Regions from separate parts of the Capsicum annuum genome. Here region 2 is linked to region 1. The links are chromatin contacts, called in public Hi-C maps. All regions are on one chromosome and are shown on one strand. Each heading gives the region's core, a stretch centred on a gene start, on an enhancer-like site or on the middle of the called end of the contact. The rest is flanking DNA. Distances are from core to core; before and after follow the strand shown.

Region 1 (7,877 bases), core at 4,990-7,489:
AACAACAACAACAAAAACAAAACCCAGCGTATTCCCATATAGTGAAATCTGGAGAGGGTAGAGTATACACAGTCTGTACCACTACCTCAAATGCGAGGGAGAGATGTTGTTTTGATAAATCCTCGTCTCAAGATAAAATATAATCCAACAAAAGATGTAAAAGACGTAAAAACAAACAATAAAGTGTAACACAACAATAGATAACAACAGAATAATATTCTACCCACAAATAATATTATAAACAATCTATTCGAAACAACATTTATCAACAAGAATCGCAGGAAGGACAAGATAAACTCTCGACTCATGATAAAATACAAACCAGAAAAAGATGTAAAAAAACGTACAAAAGACAATAAGGAGTAACACAACAACAGATAATAACAGAACAATATACTATCCACAAAATAATACTATAAGCAATTTACCTATAACAACATATATCAACAAGAATCGCAAGAAGGATACGATAAACTTTCGGCTCAAGATAAAATACAAACGAGAAAAAAATGTAAAAAATACTTACAATAGATAATAACAGAATAATATACTATCGTAAAATAATACCATATGTAATTTACCCGAAACAAGATATATCAACGAGAATTGAAGAAAGGACCATGAGGGACCTAAAAGTGTCGGCAAAGAAGGACCATGGTTCCTAGCAAATAGGTCTAAAAAGTAGGCCATGACATGTGAATAAACCATTTTGTCTCAATTTTCATACCTATTTTACAATATTTTTGAAAGTTATAGCCCACCTAATTTAATGATTTTAATCATTCTAACATACTTCTTTCGTACATAAAAACAATTATTAGGGCATCTTTATATTTGACCCATGCACATAGAAAATTCTAGTGCATAGTATTATAATAATACATGTTTGGATTATTTAAAATAGAATATTATATTTGAAAACAAAAGTTTATTGCGCAATTATGAAATGTAGCTACAATTTATGCATGTATTTACAAAACGGGCTCAATGTACTACTTTTCGAATATTATATGTTATTCTTTGTTTAATTTATATGTCGCTAATGAAATATTTGAGAAAACCAATCAAATTTGTTATATATAGTTTTAAATATTTTAAGTTTTTAATTATATTATAATTTATACGGCTTTCGACGTAATTTTTAAGTGATATTTTTTTATTCTAATTTGTATAACATCGATAACTACTGTATTCTATAATACTTTTTCGACATTATAATTTACTATTTTAAATTGTTTGCTATTGTAGTTTGTAATACCTTTCTTGTACGGACTTTTGTGGTATTGATAGTGAATTTAGACTTTAAAAGTAATTTAAATTTTTAATTATTGTAATTTATAATATTTTCCTATTTCAATTTAAGCGACACTGATATAATTTCAAGAGGAACCAAATATCACGATTGAAATAGCGAAGCTGACACGTCTTGAATGACTCATAATAACTAATTAAAAGCGATATAAAAAAATTGCTATAAAAAAACTTGTGAAAAAAAATTGAAGTGGGTGATGTCAAATTAATTTAAAACATCAAGATTATCAAGTTTAAAATACTTAAATGACTCGTAATAATTAATTATAAGTGATATAATAAAATTACAGTTAAAGCACTTGAAATAGCCATGTCATAAATGTCTATTTTACTTTATAAATATTTATTGTATTTTTTACTAAATATTTTTAATTGTTTAATAAGTAAATATCATATAATAATTAATTAGGGGTGATATAGTAAAATGACGGAGAAAGCAGACAGGTGAAAGCAGGTATGTGGAACGTCAGCTGCCTGCTTCCATCCGCCACTCACTCTTATATATAGTAAGAATATATATATATATATATATATATATATTCAAACATAAGCATAGTATATTCAATTTTTTCAACTTTATTATATGAGGCGAACGAAGAAGTCACCTTGATTGTGGCAAGCATTTATAATTGGATATAGAAAGATTTCCACTAATTGATGGAAAAGATTGTAAATTAAAATTATATTTTTCATTTAATGTTCCTCAATTAAAAAAAATAAAAAAAAATAAAAAGAATTTATCATCTATATATCAATCTTGATAAGTGAAGAACAATAACGGTATGATAATTGATAGCGAAAGTTTAGTATATCGAATTGTCCTTATCTTTTTTTTGTACAAAGATCAATAGTGATCGAGACTCAATGTTAAATAATCTCTTGATCATTTTGAAAATTGCACCCATTGCATTAATATGTTTTGACATAGGATTCTAAAATTCTTTGACATGTTATACTAAGTTGATTTTTCAACTTTATTTCGAAATATTTCATGAAAAAAAATATTCATGTTACCACCCCCCCACCCCACCCCCAATGAGGATGGATGGGGTACCAAGAAATGTAACATCAATATAGCTAAAAATTATTTACTTTAATATAAGCTTTAGTTAGGTTAATTAAATGTGATCCCAATTTGGCTTCTATTATATCGACATATATATATCTAAGTGCAACGCTTGCACGAAACCTTTAGTCTCATTTAGAAGCAAATTAATTACCTAAATTTCGGGTACGAATTCCACACCTACGAAATTGAAGTTTTAAAAAAATATTAAGTTCGATATTATAGACTTCAGATATATATATTGATATGAAGTTAATTAGGTTCGACAAAACGAGTTTTAGATTATTTGAAAGCAAACAAACTTTAGATATTTTTGTCTAAACTATGAATTATAAACTTCAGACATTTTTGTGTAAGTTAGGTCTGGCCAGTGGTATCAAACTTTTATAAACTTCAGACATTTTTGTGTAAGTTAGGTTTAGCCGGTGGTATCAAACTTTAATTATTTTTGGATGAAATCTTTATATGACAATTCAAAATTCTAAATTTGTATGTCAAGTCTAAATTGTACTATAACTTAAATAGTAAAGTCGAAATGGCATTTGTCAGAATAACACGGAATTATTGCTTTGACTTAAATATAGTACATAATAGATTTTATTCAGACTGTTATAAAAGATGCAATTTTTTTTAATTTCAGGACACCTCAAAAAATATCCATATATAGGTATGTGTAAATACTTTCCCTTTTATTTTATTTTCTTACAAATGAGGATAATTTTTATATGGAGAAATTTATTAATTCTAAATAGATTTGAATATTCTGACACCATATACATGCATGAGTAGATAAATTTAGATAATTGTTGACATCATAGAACTATAAAAGGCATAAAAGAAAAGGAAAAAAAGGCTTGGAATTATATCTTTATCTACTCAAAAATAGGTAGAATAAATGAATGTAGTGTATTCATTGAATTTGAAAACTCCAAAAAAAATTCAAAAAATTAAAAATAACAAAAAAGTGTAGGAAGCAAAAAAAAAACTTGTGCGAAGGACGTTTTCTTCTCTGTCCTCCCTCAAGAAATGTGACGAGGTTTGTTGAAGAAATGATTAGTCGGGAAAATGCTCTATTAACTATACACGAAAAGGCTAGGACACACCCGAACTTTAGGGAGGTTCTATTACCCCTGGACTAATTAAAATCGTATTTTTGACAACTTCAGTGCCTACGTGGACCCTTCAGTGTGTTGTGCCACATATGTGCCACATATGTGCCACGTAGACATTAAGGTTGTCAAAAATACGATTTTAATTAGTTCAGGGTAATAGGACACTTCTAAAGTTCGAGTGTGTCTCAGTCTTTTCACGTATAGTTCAAGATGGTAATAGAATATTTTCTCTTAGTCATATACAAACTGTTATTTTGTAAAAAAAAATATTTTTTCGAAAAGCACTTCTAAGGAATGCATTTTTTAGAATAATCAAATTCTGAAATATAGGTCAACCAGGATATGAAAATATGTGAGCAAGAGAATTTTATGAAATTCCAATTGTATATCTTTATTTATTTAATTACATTTCAGTCTTATTGACGATGTAGATTTTATAATATCGAAGTGATGGTATAAATAATTAACATGAAATTTTTAATTTGAAATTAAGAGTTCAATTAAACATGGAGTAAAATAATTATGTATCTTATCTCGAAAGTGTTATTCATTATCCTCCTAAAGTGTCTTAAAAATTTCATAAACTCATGAAATATTCATAAAGAGATCATGATTCTATTTTTTTGATAATCAAATACAGAAGTTCCACAAAATCCCCTTTCATTGAGATCAAATTTAATTTTTTTTTATTTTCTAAAAATTCACTACTAATAGCCCTCGAATTACGGGTATCCATATTATTTATCAATAAAAATTCTTATTTCTTAAAAATAATAATAATGGTTTCTAAAAGAATATCAAATAAATGAGTAAAGAAATTGTAATTATGTAGCATTATACAACTACTTCATTAATAACCAATTATTCATTGACATTATGATAAAATAAAATAGAGATAGAAGATACACCCAAAAATATATATCATATCATTTTGAAGAAAAAAAAAAGGATATGATGAATAGATGATAAACCAAATGGATATGTACAAAATGATGTCAAACTCCAATTTGTAATTATTAAACTTTGAGTTTGATGTTTAATTAATTTGGAAATATATAAAGTTATATTGAAATTCTCTTTACTTTGATTGTTGATATTAAAATTTGTCACTTTAAGAAATGGCAGTTGAAGAAAACGAAACGAAAGAAAAACAAAAGATATATACAGAGTATGTTCGGTACGAAGAAAAATGTTTTTTTTAGGATAAATAAATAAATTTTCTTTAGACATATATATAAGGGCGGAACGGGGGGAGGGGCGTGGGTGCGTGGGTGGGTGGGGTGGGGGGGTTCATGGACGTGGAATAAAGATGAGGTGTGTGGAAGAATGAGGATGACGATCACACAATTAATATGAAATATCACTCGTAGGATTTATTTTCTGTATTTTCATTAAAGAAGTCATTTATTTAAAAATAAATATCGAACATGAAAAAATAAAAAAAAATATTCTCCACCACCCTACTACGATCATAAATTTATTAATCTGAGCCAACTTAATACACGTCAATTCCATTTCGCCAAATTAATTAATAAAATTACCTATCACTATAATTTTTTCTTAAAAAAGAAATTGCGTAAATATGTTCTTGAGAACATACTCCATAAAGGAAATAATAATAATAATAACGATAAGTGCTTGAAAAGGAAAAAAAAAAAAGAAAAAAAAAAAGAAGAACGAAAATTCCACTTATGACATTTCTTCCTTTATCTTCATAATTTGTTTTTAAGCTTTCCATATCTAAAATCCTAACCAACTAAATTTTGTTGATAAAAAAGAGGCAAAAAAAAAAAAAAAAAGATACATACTAATGAACATATCACCTTTTTAAAAATATTTTTGGTATTATATTGGAGGATATATCAAGATACCCTAGTGCACAAAATATCTCGAATTCATATATGATTTGTGAAAGAAATTATATCTTTAAAAGTGTAATTGATTTTGTGACTCGATCGAGTTATAGTCTATAAGTGATAACGAGATAATTTTATTATTGCTCTAAGATTACAAAAAAATTTAATATTTTGCATAATTTATTGAAAAGTTCGATTTTGAGTCTATCGAGATACATAATTAGTACCTGATATATCCAACGAAGATACATTTTTTTTCTTTTACAATAATAGATAATTAGCTTGCAATATATTTTTTCTGATTTTGAGTTTGTCGAGATACATAATACATCCAACAAAAATATATTTTTTTCCTTGTAAAGATACATAATTAACTTACGATGTATTTTTTTCGATTTTGGGTCTGTCGAGATACATAATTAACTCTCTGATATATCCAACAAAGATAAATAATTAGTTGAAATTTTTATAATTATGTTGCAAGGATAGGAATTTGTACGTGTAAATATGATAACTTAAAGTGTATGTTTATATTACATTTCCTTATTCAAATTAGTAATCACTTATAAGTCACATAAAAACAATGAATAGTGAAAATTAAATTCACACTTATTATTTTATGATAATTTTTCACTAAATCACTAGATGTTATAATATAAGCTTTAGCAATTTATTCACAATGGCTTGATTTAATGCATATTATATTATATTAATCAATATTATTCATAACAACAAAACTTTTTTTCTTGATATTATTTGTCATTTTGTACAAGTCCCATCAACCTTCTTATTAGTTCAATTTCTTTATAAGTAGGACCAGTGGCGGAATCATCTTTACTTTGGGGGTTTATCTGAGCCCCTTTTGACGAAAAATTATAATGTTTTTATATTATTTTTATGCATATATAGTAGATGTTAAACCATCTTCGATTAGTTCGTATATATATTTTTGAATCCTCTCAGTGAAAATCCTGACTCCGCCACTGAGTAGGACCTCATATAATAAACTCTTTATATATATACCCCTCTCTATTTGTTCTTCTCACTTCAATTCTACAACAACAATTCTACTACAATTATCACATTACTCATTCAACCAAACATTCATTATATGGCTTTTCTTCTTTATTTATTTTTATTTTTCTTGTTTAATTCAAGATTAAACAATGCTCAAGGCCCCCCTTCACCTGGTTATTACCCTAGTTCTAGGGTACAATCTTTAAAATTTAACCAAGGTTTTAGGAACCTTTGGGGTCCTCAACATCAATCTTTAGACCAAAGTACCTTAACTATTTGGCTTGACAAAAATTCAGGTTTCACCCGTCTTTCTTCTTTCTTTTAGAGTTACGTTTAATGCCTCTCAGTTTGTCAGTTGGTCTTTGGGCTACTGTCAATTCAAATCGTATGTAGTTTTAGATTTCGTGAAGGAATGAATGTGTATGCATTGACATTATACTATATCGGTGTAGTTTAAAATGTGATAACGTATTATGGTATTAATTGAGGCGGGGGGTGGGGGGGGGGGGGGGGGGTGGAGAGAATTTTTAGTTTACAGATTCTGAATTCTTAAAATAAGAACTTTAAGGGTTTGGATGAAATTTTTTATGCCTATTAAATGAAATTCTTACACAAATACGGGCTTTTGACTGAAGTTAATACGTTTTGATAGTTCTGATGAACGTGTAGCTTTCTCTCTAGCCCCGCTCTAGTTATTCATAAATGCTATTATAGGCACGTTTTTCTTATAATGACGACGGTGTACATATCAACCTGTGTCACACCTCGACTAATACATTTACAGATTATGAATTCTAAAAAGGAGATAGCTTTTTGGGGTTTTGAATGAAATTTGTGTGCATATTAAATGAAATTCTTACTGAAAGTTAATACGTCCTGTTGTTTTGATGAACATGTAGCTTTCTCTCTAGCCCTAGTACTCTTGGTATCAATTAATGCGACTATAGACACTTTTTGCTTATAATAACGATGGTGTCAGTATCAACCTGTACTGTCACACCCCGACTAATTACATTTTCACTTTTTCTTTATTACACATTTGTTTTTATTTGAATAAGATCTCATATTTTTTATTTTTCTTGGTATTTTTTTTTTTTTGTGTGTATGTATTATTTGAATATAATGCAGGTGGAAGTGGTTTTAAATCTCTGAAAAATTATCGTTCTGGTTATTTTGGCACTTATATGAAACTACAACCTGGTTACACTGCTGGAATTATTACTTCTTTTTATGTGAGTATTTTATTTATTTAATTATAATTTAATTTAATTTATTATACCCCCCAAAAAATAACTATTTTAGTTTTATTGATTTATATTTTTTTTTTGTAGCTTTCAAATAATCAAGATTATCCAGGGAACCATGATGAAATTGATATTGAATTTCTTGGAACAACACCAAACAAGCCTTATATTTTACAAACAAATGTATATATAAGAGGAAGTGGAGATGGAAATATTATTGGAAGAGAAATGAAATTTCATCTTTGGTTTGATCCAACTAAAGATTTTCATA
Region 2 (7,676 bases), core at 3,771-6,270, 36 kb before region 1:
ACTTCTAATAAATATTTTATTAAGAGATATATATCAAATCAACGAGGATCAACTATTTTAGAACGAGGAAAGTAGTAAAGTTGGAGAGCAAAATGGATTGTCATACTAGGATTATCTAAAAGCTTCAAAATTAACTCCAAATAACCATTGCTTTTATCTTAGAAAGAGTTTATGTTTAAGGAAAAAATATCCTAAATTAGAGAGTTTTTTTTAGTTAGCATTGAAGATATGGAGGAATAAATAAAAATTTAATTACGATTTGATTTGACTAATAACTACTCTCTGTGTCCAATGATATTTGTTCGCTAATCACTTGACACATATATTATGAAATAATATATAAGAGAGGTAATATATAATATAATAAATTTAATGTCTTGAGAAATGCATTGAATTAGGAATAATATTTAATAACAAGGGGAAAATGGGTTTAAAAAATTAAATTATCCGTTGATTTTCCAAATTTAGCCATTATTATTAACAGTATAGTGAACAAATATTGTTGAACCAAGAGAGTACGTTCTAGATAATTTAATTAGCGATAAGCCAATAATTAAGGATGTTACTCCCTTCATCTCATAAATAAGAAGATAATTTTACTAATGTATCCCTTAAAAATTTTTTGAGAATTTTACAAACAAGTGTGAATACTTTTAAAAAAAATTAATTGCAAGTGTAATAAGAAAAAAATTAATTAATGCCTTTTTAATTTCATAAGGCGATCAACTAATATTGGACAACTATTTTTAATAAAATGACCAATAAATATGGAACGCAAGGAGTAAATAAATATTTAAATAGATATATCCTTATAATATTTAAAAACTTTGAATATTGAAGGGCAATGTGTACACAATTTCTTAAATTAAGACCTGTCAATAATCAATCCCATTAATTGTGAAAATTAATACTATAATTAACAATTTAAGTATGTAGTTTAAGTGAATCCAATATAGTTAAAGTAATTGTATCGTCATATAATTGATTTCATTTAATTAAAGTATTAAGTGAAGAAGCAGACAACTCTTTGTAAACATGTTTGCTTCCTTCAGCTGCTTCGTGATTTTACTATATTATCCCTAATTAATTATTTTAAGTCATTTATATATAAGAAAATTAATAATACTTAATTAAAAAAAGATAAAATAGACATTTACGACATATCTGTTTCAACTACTTCAATCATAGTTTTATTATATCACCTCAAATTAATTATTATAAGTCACCTAAGTATTAAAAAATTAATAATATTTAATAAATAATAAAATAGATATAAATGATAAATCAATTTTTGATATTTTAAATTAATAGGACATCTTATGTTTGCTTCATGATTTTACTATATTATCCCTAATTAATTATTGTAAGACATTTACATATTAGAAAATTAATACTCATATTTAATAAAAGAAAGGTAAAATAGACATTTATGACATGTCTACTTCAGCTACTTCAACCGTAATTTTATTATATCACCCCTAATTAATTATTATAAGTCATTTAGGTATTAAAAATTTAATAATATTTAATATAAATAAAATTGACATAAAATGATAAATTAATTCTTGATGTTTTAAATTAACATGACATCTTATATGAGACTCATTTTAAAAAAAAATTACAAATATTTTCTCATAGTAATTTTGTTATGTCACTTCTAATTAGGTATTATAAGTCATTCAGGACATATCCACTTCGCTGCTTCAATCATAAAATTTGGTTGACTCTCGAATTTATTTCAGTGCTACTTAAATTGGAATAGAAGAAAAAGTATTATAAATCATAATAATTAAAACTTAAATTATTTTAAGAATATAATTGAAAATCAATGCCACAAAAATTTGGATAAGGAGCGTAACATATATTATTTAAAAATTACATAAAAAATATTATAAATTACAATAGCTAACAATTTAAAATATTTAAAAACATATTAAGAATATAATTGATTATCTAAATTATATTTGTGTCACGTAAATTTGGGATAGTTTTGACATTTTATAATTTGCATGTTTTATTGTTTTAATTTATTAATTTGTTGATCCAAATAATGTTTTTGAATTTAACTTGTTTTAAAAATTTAGTACTTTGTTTATTTTAATTTATTTACTTTATTTTGGTAAAATATTATATAATTAAAAATTATGCAAAAAAATAATTATAACTCATAACTATTAACATCTTATAATATTTTTAAAACATATAGTAAAAAATATGATTGACTTTTGAAACTTTAATAGTGTCACATAAGTTGCGATAAAGCAAGTAACATAAATGATTTGAAATTACATTAAAAGATACTAAAATCACAAAAATTAACAACTTAAAATATTTTTAAAAATATATTAGTAAAAAAAATTTGACTGACTCACTAAATTCTAAAATTGGGACAAAGCGAGTAATATAAATTACTATATTACATAAAAGATAGTAATTACTATAAATCACAATGATTAACAACTTAAATTATTTAAAAAAATTTAGTAATAAAAATTTGATTGACACTCCAACTGTTATTTGTGCTATATAAATTGAGATAACGTAAATAACATATGTTGGGCCCGTGCTGCCACGAGCTACAGTATCTAGTGTTAAACATAGCCATCAATCAATTTTCAATATTCTTCCGAAAAAATAAATGAAAGTAAAAGTGCATAACTCTTTCAATTATATTTTATTTTCGTTCATTGTATTTAATATCTGCTTTGAGGCTTTATTATTTGAAATATACATAAAGCCTCAATTTATTTAGACGAAAATTCACTTTAGGACTCGACTAATATGAATTCATACTGAAAATTTATATTATTTTGGGTTTAACTAATCTAAATTTGTGTCTAACAGTCCTACTTTAAAACCTGACTAATTCATATTCACATAGAAAATCTCATAATCTCAATTTGTTATTGTCAAAGAAAATTTTCTGACGTAAAGATAAATTAATCTGACTTTAAAGTGGTAATAGACATCGGATGAAAAACTAATAGTACTATAATAGAAAAGAATTTAGTGAATAAATATCTTTTGTCTCTAAATTAAAAGAAAATTATTGCTAATCTTATTTAACGAACGAATTATTAAAAAATCTTGTTTATTAAAGTTATTTAACGATGAATTTTGTAATTTGACGGATTATTCTATAAATGAGGTAATAATAAATTATTTTAACTTTGTCATTTAGATGTCCCTTTTATTTATTTTCTTTATTTCTCTAGGTAGGATTGTCAATTATGAACACTTATAAGATGGGGAAAATTGACTTGACCTTCCCTAACTAATATATTGCCTGTCTACCAACATGGGTTGTGGTGCAGCGGATGGGGCTTCTCCACTTTAACCAGAGATCGAGGGTTCGATCCTGGGCATGGAAAAAACTTTGTTGGGAGCGCTACCCCCGAATGGAGCCTTACCCGGCGCCAATCCAGATTAGTCAGGCTCCAATGCGGATACCGAACACCGAATGGAAAACCTAAGAAAAATATTGTTTGTCTATTTTTTATTACCGGAAAATAATATCTCGTGATCACTTACAATTTAAATAAAAAAAAATATTTTTAATTTTTTTTTCTAATATGTTATTTATCAACATTCTTATCCAAATTTCAACTTGTTAGCTTTGTATGATCACTTCTTAATTAGAGTCTCCACTAATTTAAAGTAGGTAAAGAACCATATTATATGCTTTTTAAAATTATAATAATATTTTAAATACTAATAAAATAATATTATAACTATATATAGTTATTAATATCACATGGTGCTTGACTTGAGATTAGAAATTTTGGTTTCATATGACGTAAATGATAATTTTCTTTTTTTGATTCTTTGATCTTTAATTTGTCTAATGCATTAACGTGTCTTTGGGACAAGATATCATCACTAATTAATTTTAGAACGAACTTATTTCATAATTTATTAGTATATAATGTATGAGATAATTTTTCTTGAAATTAATTCTCTCAAAATTATAGTGTTATTTTTATTCCATCTGAGAGTGAGATAACTGATCCTGGAATAACTTTTTTCCCAATCAAACGAAGTTGATCATTTTGTCATATATATATATCAGATTATTTATCTACTTACTAAATCAAGATAAAATTAATTAATTACAAAAAATCTACTTTACCCCTACAATCAATATTCTTTGAAACGTCAACGTGGTCCATCCAAAAAAAAAGAAAGAAAGAAAGAAAGAAATTAAGAAAAAAATAAACATTATATCTTTTTTTTATTATTATTTTGATGAAGCCTACAATGATCTCAAGAAGGAAAACCCAAAGATTTTTGTTTTTTTCTATATAAAATATAAAATATCCCTTGACTGATTTATCAATACTTGTTTTTTGGTTCTAATGATTGAGAAATTCGTCTAATAATAAACTCAATAATAATAATAAATCGAATTTTCTATTTTTCTCCAGGTAAATATCAAACCTATATATCTTATTTAGCTAAATTTCAAAATTTGCTTAGTACTTGGAAATATGTTTCTTTTCAATATATTGATGCGTAATCAAAATTCTAAAAGTGTTTATTGAAAAATATATTATTTTCAACTTTTTAAAAAGTATTTTTTGTTGCTATTTATTATTTAAAAATATTTATTTGTCATAAAAATTTGATCACGACTTGAACCAGTCACCTAACAATATTTGTTTTTATTACTTTGTTAAGTTATGTTTTATACTAATTCGAATTTGGAATATTTTTTTTGTATGTATGTTTGAGCACATGGAATGTTATGTTGTCTTAAGTTGATTATTGGATGCCCCACCTTATTATTTTCTAAAATTGTTTCTTATTTTTTAATAAATTCATATTGCCAAATTCCAAATACAATTGGAAAATATCTACTCTGCCAATTTCATTGTTTACGATATTTTTATTATCGCATTATTTTATTGTTATTTTTATTGTCTTTTTTGTATTTGTTGTTTCTTAATTCTTTGTGCTTGGATATACTGAACTTGAATCGAGGGTCTATCAAAAACAACGTAACGTTTCTACTTCTACGAGATAGTAATATGATTTGTGTACGCTCGATCTACTCTCTCCAGATTCTACTTATGAGATTTTACTGAGTATGTTATTGTTGTATCTATTCTGCCAACTATAAATAAATCCTACAAAAAGAAAAATTTAACATATAGTTTTCTTTCATATTATCATATGTTTGAGGGTCGGAGTGGGGCAGTGGCGGACCCAAAATTTAGGCATCATGGGTGTTTCAGGAGGTTGGGGCACACGTATTGACATTCAAAGTTTTAAAATTCCGCATGAAAATCAAAGTACCCAACTATCTTTTTTATTTCGAGCATGCTTTTTTTCGTCTTATATCAATTTTTATACATTTTTCTATATAATTATACTATTCTGTATCGAGTTTAACACGTACTTGAACTTAGGTCCGCCCCTGGGGTGGCATGGGATTGGGGGAGGGGGTTGATATTATGATAGTGGAGCAGTAATTAGTGGAAATCTAGCATGTGCATGCATGAATTTATATATATAGGTCAACTATAAATAAATTTAAAGGCGGAATCAAAATTTAAATTTTAAGACTAATAAATTATAAATTCATGAAACGTAAGATTAAAATAATAAGATTTAAAGGCTAATAAGGATCGATTTTCCTGCCAATGTACTCCTTTTCAATTGAGTTTGTCATATCGAATTTATTTAATATGTTTTATATTTTCTGTGTGATTTACGAGTTATTATATACCAAAGATAGTGCATTATCCTAAGGTTTCAAGACAAATTATGGCTGTCCAAAAATAATTTAATTAGTGGTGTGTAATGTATTTGACTTTGTGAGATAATGTTTTTCAGTTGCTTACAACTATTGAACCACCAAATATATTAATTAATCATGGACCAAAAATGTGTTAGGCTAATTTTCATAATTCCACTAGTAAACATAAATAATTTAATGTCCATAACACAAGGATACGTGTGAATTCAAATCACCTAGTAAAGTTTAATCTAAAATAATTTTAATTTATCCATCAAATCATCACGAATGCAATAAAGTACTCAAAAGTGTTTCGAAAACAGTCTTTCTACGTGCACGAGATAGAAGGTAATGTTTGCATACACCCTATCAACCCAGACTCCACCTTGTGGGATTACACTGGGATGATGTTTGTTTCAGTGTTTTCGAAAACAGTCTCTCTACCTCCACGAGATAGAAGGTAAGGTTTGCAAACACCCTACCGGCCCGGACTAGCCTCTCTACCTCCATGAGATAGAAGGTAAGATTTGCATACAGCCTACCGACCCAGACCCCACCTTGTGGGTGGGATTACACTAGGATGATGTTGTTTTTCAGTGTTTTTGAAAACAGCCTCTCTACCTCCACGAGATAGAAGATAAGGTTTGCAAACACCCTACCGGGCGGGACCAGCCTCTCTACCTCCACGAGATAGAAGGTAAGCTTTGCATACACCCTAACAACTCGGACCCCACCTTGTGGGATTACACTAGGATGATATTGTTCAGCGTTTTTGAAATTAGTCTCTCTACCTCCACGAGATGGAAGGTAAGGTTTGCATATGCACCCTACCGACCCAGACCAGACCAGACACCACTTGTGGGATTACACTGGGATGATGTTGTTTTTAGTGTTTTCGAAAACAACCTCTCTACCCCCACGAGATAGAAGGTAGGGTTTGCATACACCCTGCCGACTAAACCAGTCTCTCTGCCTCCACAATATAGAAGGTAAGATTAGCATACACTCTATTGATCCAAACCCCAACCTTGTGGGATTGCACTAGGATAATGTTGTTTTCAGTGTTTTCGAAAACAACATCTCTACCTCCACGAGATAGAAAGTAAGATTTGCATACACCCTACAGACCCAAACACCACCTCCTTGTGGGATTACATTGGGATGATGTTGTTTTCAGTGTTTTCGAAAACAACCTCTCTACCTCCACGAGATAGAAGGTAAGATTTGCATACACCCTACAGTCACAAACACCACCTCCTTGTGGGATTACATTGGGATGATGTTGTTTCAGTGTTTTCGAAAACAACCTCTCTACCTCTACGAGATAGAAGGTAAGGTTTGCATACACCCTGCCGACCTAAACCAGCCTCTATACCTCTACGATATAGAAGGTAAGATTTGCATACACCCTATCGACCCAGATCCCAACCTTGTGGGATTACACTGGATGATGTTGTTTTCAGTGTTTTCGAAAACAGCTTCTCTACCTCCTCCACGAGATAGAACGTAAAATTTGCATACACTCGACCAACCAAAATCCCACCTGGTGGGATTACACTGAGATGTTGTTTTTGCCTCAGCTGAAATTTTATCGTGACACCTCATAGTTCTCATTGATCGACCACTAAACCACGTCTTTGGGTGCAAACAAACAAGTAACCCATGGAACAAAGGACAACCCAAATATGTGCATGGAAATTCCCTTTTTTGTTAAGGGCAAATGACATAAATTCCGATAGTTTGGAGTTTAATTACAAAAAATTTTGATATTTTGTATAATTATTGAAATTTTCAATTTTGTTCTTTCAAGATACATAATTAGCTCCTGATACATCCAACAAAGATACATTTTTTCCTTTGTCCAACGGAGATATATTTTTTCCTTTTTAAAGATACATAATTAACCCTCGCTATATTTTTCCGACTTTGGGTCTATCGT

What was found. A called contact is a pair of places that touch in the nucleus more often than the background predicts.
Region 2: a Hi-C map of leaf shows a contact between it and region 1, with 2.4 times the contacts expected there. The contact joins the enhancer-like site here to the promoter of LOC107847799 in region 1. A contact is called at or near these places in 4 of 5 Hi-C or Micro-C datasets (bud, leaf and placenta).

What each region holds. Positions count from the first base shown.
Region 1 is chr11:232,517,977-232,525,853 of UCD10Xv1.1, reverse strand. LOC107847799 (xyloglucan endotransglucosylase/hydrolase protein 31) reads left to right here and starts at 6,239. Exons shown (of 4, transcript XM_016692295.2): 1 at 6,239-6,658; 2 at 7,491-7,594; 3 at 7,694-7,877. The coding sequence starts at 6,457.
Region 2 is chr11:232,553,300-232,560,975 of UCD10Xv1.1, reverse strand. No RefSeq gene overlaps it. Among protein-coding and RNA genes, the nearest start is that of LOC107847728, 5.0 kb to the left of the region's middle. Within about 2 kb of position 5,020, at least 2 of the 5 cell types and tissues checked have an H3K27ac peak or open chromatin away from gene starts, as enhancers often do. A contact at or near this core is called in leaf, where this site is marked.